Regions from separate parts of the Sus scrofa genome. Here region 2 is linked to region 1. Evidence: chromatin contacts called from public Hi-C data. All regions are on one chromosome and are shown on one strand. The core of a region is the stretch at or near the end of the contact, and the rest is flanking DNA. Distances in the headings are between cores, read along the strand shown. Region 1 holds the start of ALG13 (putative bifunctional UDP-N-acetylglucosamine transferase and deubiquitinase ALG13). Region 2 holds the start of AMOT (angiomotin).

Region 1 (2,700 bases), core at 54-2,553:
TTTCTATCAAAAACCAAACCGGGCGATTCTAAGGCCCTTTACCTGCGTGGCTAATAACAAGATCTGCTTTCTGAAGGTCTTCTTTCAATGAATCCTTGTACCTGTAAACATCCAGAGTAAATGACTCAGTACTGAATGGTTCAGGTACCACCTTTCCTCTACCTATTTGTAGGACAAGTCGGTTGTAACCAAGGCTCTTGATTATCTGAAACGGGAAAAAAGAAAAAGGGACCCTTTTAAAACAGGCGACTGTAAAAACAGCAACTATGGCAACCAACTCCAAAATCGGAGCACGGGCGGCCAAAGAGTCGAACTGGAGCCGAAGTGTTAGTTTTCCTTCTTCCCCGATTCCGGGCCCGACAGGGCACCTCGCTAGCCCTGAGGGATCTAGACGCCCCAGCTCACCACATCGTGAGAGAAATGGGCCCGCAAGAACTAAGAGACCAGGCAAAGGCTCTGAAAAAGGTGTCGCGAGCTAGGGGGAGACCAAGGAACAGCTTCGTCGTGGTCCCACAGATGGAACTGCGCGAACCTCACGCCCTGAGAGGGCGCTGCGGGGATACCGGTCGCGAGGGCGCCTTAGGGAAGGAAAGGCGCCAGGGCCCGAACGCGGCGGGGCCGGACGAGGGCAGGACGGGGCGGCGCGCCAGGCTGAACTGGTCGGGCCGGGCCTGACGGAGCGCGTCGACCGCGCGGCCCCGAGCGGCCCTGAGGAGCGGCCGGCGAGGCGGGCAAGGGCCCGAGAGGCGGGTCGGAGCCCCGGCTCGGAGAGGCGGAGCCGCTAGAAGGAGGGGCGAAGCCGGAGGACGGAGAGGCGGAGGCGGAGAATCGGAGGGGAAAAGCCGGGGAAAAGGAGGAGCCGGAGAAAGGACGGGGAGGAGCGGCCCGGGAAGGCGGCGGGGAACGGGGAGAGGAGGCGGAGGACCCTGAGGAGCGGGGGAGTGGGAGGAGGGCCCAGCTGGGCGCGGGGAGGAGCCGGCCGAGGGGCGTCGGCACCTGAGGTCGAGCGGCTGGGGGTTCTTCCCGAGGACCGCGGTCAGGCAAGGTTACCGAGGTTAGCGGTCAGGCTGGCGGCGGCGGGCGGCGAGCAGCGAGCGGCGAGCGCAGCGCGGCGAGCCCAACCGCCGCCCGCCTGCCTCCCCCACTCACTTGCAGACTGTCGTGCGCCGATACACACGCAATCAGGTCGTCAAAGCTGGTGGTCCCTACAGTAACAAACACGCACTTCATCGCGCGGGTTCCGCAACCCCGAATCGCAAGGGCCGGATGTGACGTAGCAGAGCCACGCGGGCTGCCGCGGCAGCGCTGGGTGTGGGAGGCGGAAGTCGGCCCCAGCCGCCAGGGGGCAACGGGAACCCGGCCTGTGTTGCCGGGAATGGGAGGGGGCCAAAGACTGCTAATGGCCTACGTGCAGGCTACTGTTGTAAGCCCTTTGCGTGTAGAAGCTCACGGGACCCTCACAGTAAGGAGGTGGGCAATTGACAAATGTATTGTTTTTCAAAAGTGGGGGTTAAAACAAATAGTAGTGAAGCCTTACACCTTTGTGTTTGCATCCTTGCTCGAGTACCACAGATCTTTTAATGGTAGAGAAGTTTGGGATTCTTTTTTGGCTACCGTGTTTTGCCAAGATAACGTTTTACTTCAAGTCTGTGAAGGGCATCGGGAAAAAAAGAAGTGCCTTTTCAAAATCGCTCATTAGCCTAGGCTCTTCTTCAACAGCAGTTTTCGAGAAACCACAGCCCTACAAAGTCTCTTGGAAACTGCAGAGAAACCGTAATTTCCATTTGCAAGCATTGTTTGTAAAATAGAGGCGTTAAGCCCTGAAGCCCACATTTGTGTCGTTGAACCAATCCATTTAACCATTTAAATAATAAAATTACCATAAATTTACATTCTAATGAATGTAAAATTATATATTAGCATGACTGAATACCTCATATACTTAGGTTTATGAAGTGAAATACAGGAGAGTTGATTTCTGAAGGCTCCCCTTCTTTCTCCTTGCACCATTGCTAAGATCATTGCCTGCTTTAGCTCATTCTAATGGTTTGTGTATTTCCTACTTAAAATCTCAGTTTAGCTAATATTTATGCTTTGCCCTGACTGGTTATACATGGAAGGGAAACTATGAGAAGAAATTCTTTTCAACACAGAGGATTGGTAGTGAGTTAGGCCTACAACATAGGCTAAAAAAAAGAACAAATATTAGTCATATTTCTAATGGGACTGTTAAATCTTGCATTTTGACTAATTGTCTTTTTGAGGGGTGGTATACTGCTGCCTCTTTCTTGATACCAAATTTCATGAATTAATGAAACTACAGTTTCATAATAACAACATAGATCATGGTTAAATAATAAAGCAAACATAATCATATTTTCTGCCCCAAAATAAGAGGAATAAAGAATGTTTATTGGAATATAAAGACAAAAATACTCAGTAATTTAGAAAGACTGCATCTGATATCTTTTCCCATATCTGAAAGATGTAAATTAAAGGAGCACTGTTCTGATTAGCTCAGAGAAAATAAGCACATATATAAATTGAATATTCTTAAATTCCCAGAAAATAAGAAAACTGAATTTCTGATGAACCAAGCCCCCCCTAAAATTGAGCTTCCTTACCAATTAATGATTTATCTCTCCTTCCCTGAAACTATTCCCTTGCTTGTCTCCTCTGATCTCAATTCCTTTCTTGTCC
Region 2 (2,700 bases), core at 93-2,592, 1.0 Mb before region 1:
AGTTTTCACACACAATTCATTTTATTTTCATATACCAGTGCCATTAAGTTAATAGGACACATCTTATAGCCTTTTATTTACAGATGGGAAAATTAAGGCTCATAGAAATTAAGGGACTTAAAGTCACACAACTAGCTGATAAGTGCTTGAGTTCGAAGTGAGTTTTTCCCTTAGTTCCAAATTCCAGGTTATTCAATTTCTTTGTGGTTTCGTTTCCTGGTTGTAAAATGGTTGATTTTCAGTGTCCTGAGCGGCTGTTCTCAACCCTGTGTTCTTTAAGCAATACCAATTTTTCGCAGCCTGGAAATGTGAACGCCACATTGACACTTCTCGTACTTTTTTTCCTCCTCTTGGGCTAAAGAATTAGGGAGGAAGAAAAGTTACCTATTCCCAGAGGGCCGAGCAGTGCCACAAAGGTGTACTAGAGCCGGCCAACACTCTATCGCACTCTCTTAGGAGACTGAGAGACCAAGCGTCTCATCTTTCTTTCCGCAGCAATAGCTGGGGAAGAACCGAGAGCTAGACAATAGCCGCTTGTTTAGTTTTATTAATTTTGAGGGCGGGTGGGACAAAAGGATCGGATCGACGACGCAAGTGACCAATCGCAAGCGAACCCTAGGCCAGGAGTCGCCAACCGGGAACTGCCAAAGAATGGTGGGTGGGACTTACTCCTCCGGGCCGGCTCCGCCCAAGCCGGCCCTTCCTGCCCGCCCAAGAGGCGGAGGCTCCGCAGAGCCCCGCCCCCGCCACCCTAGCGGCCAGCGCGGCCAGCCGCGGGAGCGGGGCGGGGACGTAGGGTGGCGCGGGGGAGGAAGGGGGTGGCTGGGGGAGCGGAGGAAGAAAGGAGGGTGTCTCGCATAGTTGCGACCTGGGTGGGGGCCTGCTGGTCATAGGAAGCAAGAGGGGAAGGAAAACGGAGGAGCGCTGCTCCTTCCTGCATTATTTTAAGCAAGCTTTGCCTGAAGCTGCTTTTCAGCGTTTCTATTATTTGTTTTTCTTCCTCCCGCTGTGGGGCGGGGAGCTGCACTGGTTCTCCCACGCGACTCCGCTGCGCAGTTGCCGTACACTATTATTGGAGTCTTTGCAAAACCCTTTCCTTCCTCCCAGTCAGTCCTTGTGTAGACTCTCAGGGGTACTGTAACCGAGTCGAGCCGGGTTAGTGGAAGGACCAGAGAGTGCAACCCCGGCTTTCGCCTAGCGGCCGACCCTGGCGTTCAATTGTTTGAAACTTCCCCGCCCCCTGGCTCCGCCTCTCCCCCCCCCAACCCCGTCCAAGCTACTCCCTTCCTTCTTTCCCCGCCCTCTACTCCGCCCCACTCCCTAGTCCACCTCCCCTTCCCCCCCCCTCTCCTGGGCGGTCCTTGCCGCTCACCGCAAGAAGAAAAGCCACCCATTCGTCCCCCTCCCCTACCTCCAATCCTTTGCCCAGGAGCTGCCTTGATCGCAGTCACGCCCCTTCCTTCCGAGGAGATTTCTGGCTGCCCAAGCTGGTAGACCCCCTGATTTATTCCTCCATCTCCGCTCCCTTTCGCCTCATCTTCTCTTAGTTCTCACCGCCTCCTCCACCCCCACCTCCAGTCTGTCTCGCCTCCGACCATCCGCTGCTCCACCCTCCGGCCCGGTATCCTGCTTGTCCACTGCCACCAAGGAGAGCCCGGACCGAGCAGCGAGGAGGGGAGCAGCCGGGAGTTGGGGCTTCCCTCCTGCCCATCCCTGGCCTCCGGCCTGGGACGGAAGCCTCTTGAGCGAGCAGAGTCGTCACCTTGTCTTCGTTGCTTACAGGGGTAGGAGACGCGTGGTTACTTTTCGCGGGGATCTGGGGCAGGAATCCATGGTGGCATGAACTTGATCGTAACCTCAGCATGAGTGAGTCAATCTAGATGCGTGTGGGGATGCCTGTGTGTTCTACTTTCTTTGCAGCTGGCCGCGAGTTTTCCTGGATGTGCAGCAAGTTAAATAGGTTAAAGAGTGTGCGCTCCTTTCCAGTCCCACAAAGATGCTAACGGGTACCACCACTCGATGGTACTTTTACTCTCTTGCTTCCTGGGGTCCTTGTAGGTCTCTAGGTAATTAAGCACAAAAGGAATTAAAGACCAGAGGGAACTTGAGGTCTAGTAGGATTTAACTCATCAGGAATGTCCAGGCTTATCTCAGATTGTTAGATGCTTACTCCTAAATGCTTGGGGTTGAGCTGGCGGCTCACACTCCCCTCCCTGGGGGCTGTGAATTCTTGAAGTTAGTCTGAAGTGATCTACAATGCTACACTCTTTTAGGTATATATATATATGTGTTTGTGTGTGTGTGTGTGTGTGTGTGTGTGTGTGTGTGGTGAGGAGGGGGTTGCCACTACAGATGTTAGTAACTAGTTTTATTGGATCTTGCAGGTGCTTGAGGGTCCCAAGCCTGGGTCACTATATGATGGTTCTTCAACAGCAAGATGGGCTTATCAGTGTATGAAAATGAAAAGAAGGCAAAAAGTGAGAGGGAAAGTGACAGTCTTTTATAGACTGAGCTTTCCCTGGTAAATTGCCGCTAATAATAATATAATAATAATTTGCAGCAAGGGACTAAATACAATTAAATGAGAGAGGGAAGGGACAGTTTGTGAGAAACAGCATTCCAATCTCTAGCATGCATTTTGGAAAGAATTTTCTGACACCTTGGAGTGTCTAATTTAGTTTTCCTTCCTCCTCCCTCTCC

Evidence for each region. A called contact is a pair of places that touch in the nucleus more often than the background predicts.
Region 2: a Hi-C map of liver shows a contact between it and region 1, with 15 times the contacts expected there. The contact joins the promoter of AMOT here to the promoter of ALG13 in region 1. A contact is called at or near these places in 2 of 47 Hi-C or Micro-C datasets (heart right ventricle and liver).

Annotation. Positions count from the first base shown.
Region 1 is chrX:91,643,189-91,645,888 of Sscrofa11.1, reverse strand. It overlaps ALG13 (putative bifunctional UDP-N-acetylglucosamine transferase and deubiquitinase ALG13), which reads right to left and starts at 1,303. Exons shown (of 31, transcript XM_021080435.1): 1 at 1,150-1,303; 2 at 43-205. The coding sequence starts at 1,230. It overlaps DCX (neuronal migration protein doublecortin), which reads left to right and starts at 1,317. Exons shown (of 8, transcript XM_013986335.2): 1 at 1,317-1,470.
Region 2 is chrX:92,646,514-92,649,213 of Sscrofa11.1, reverse strand. AMOT (angiomotin) reads left to right here and starts at 1,342. Exons shown (of 12, transcript XM_021080791.1): 1 at 1,342-1,784.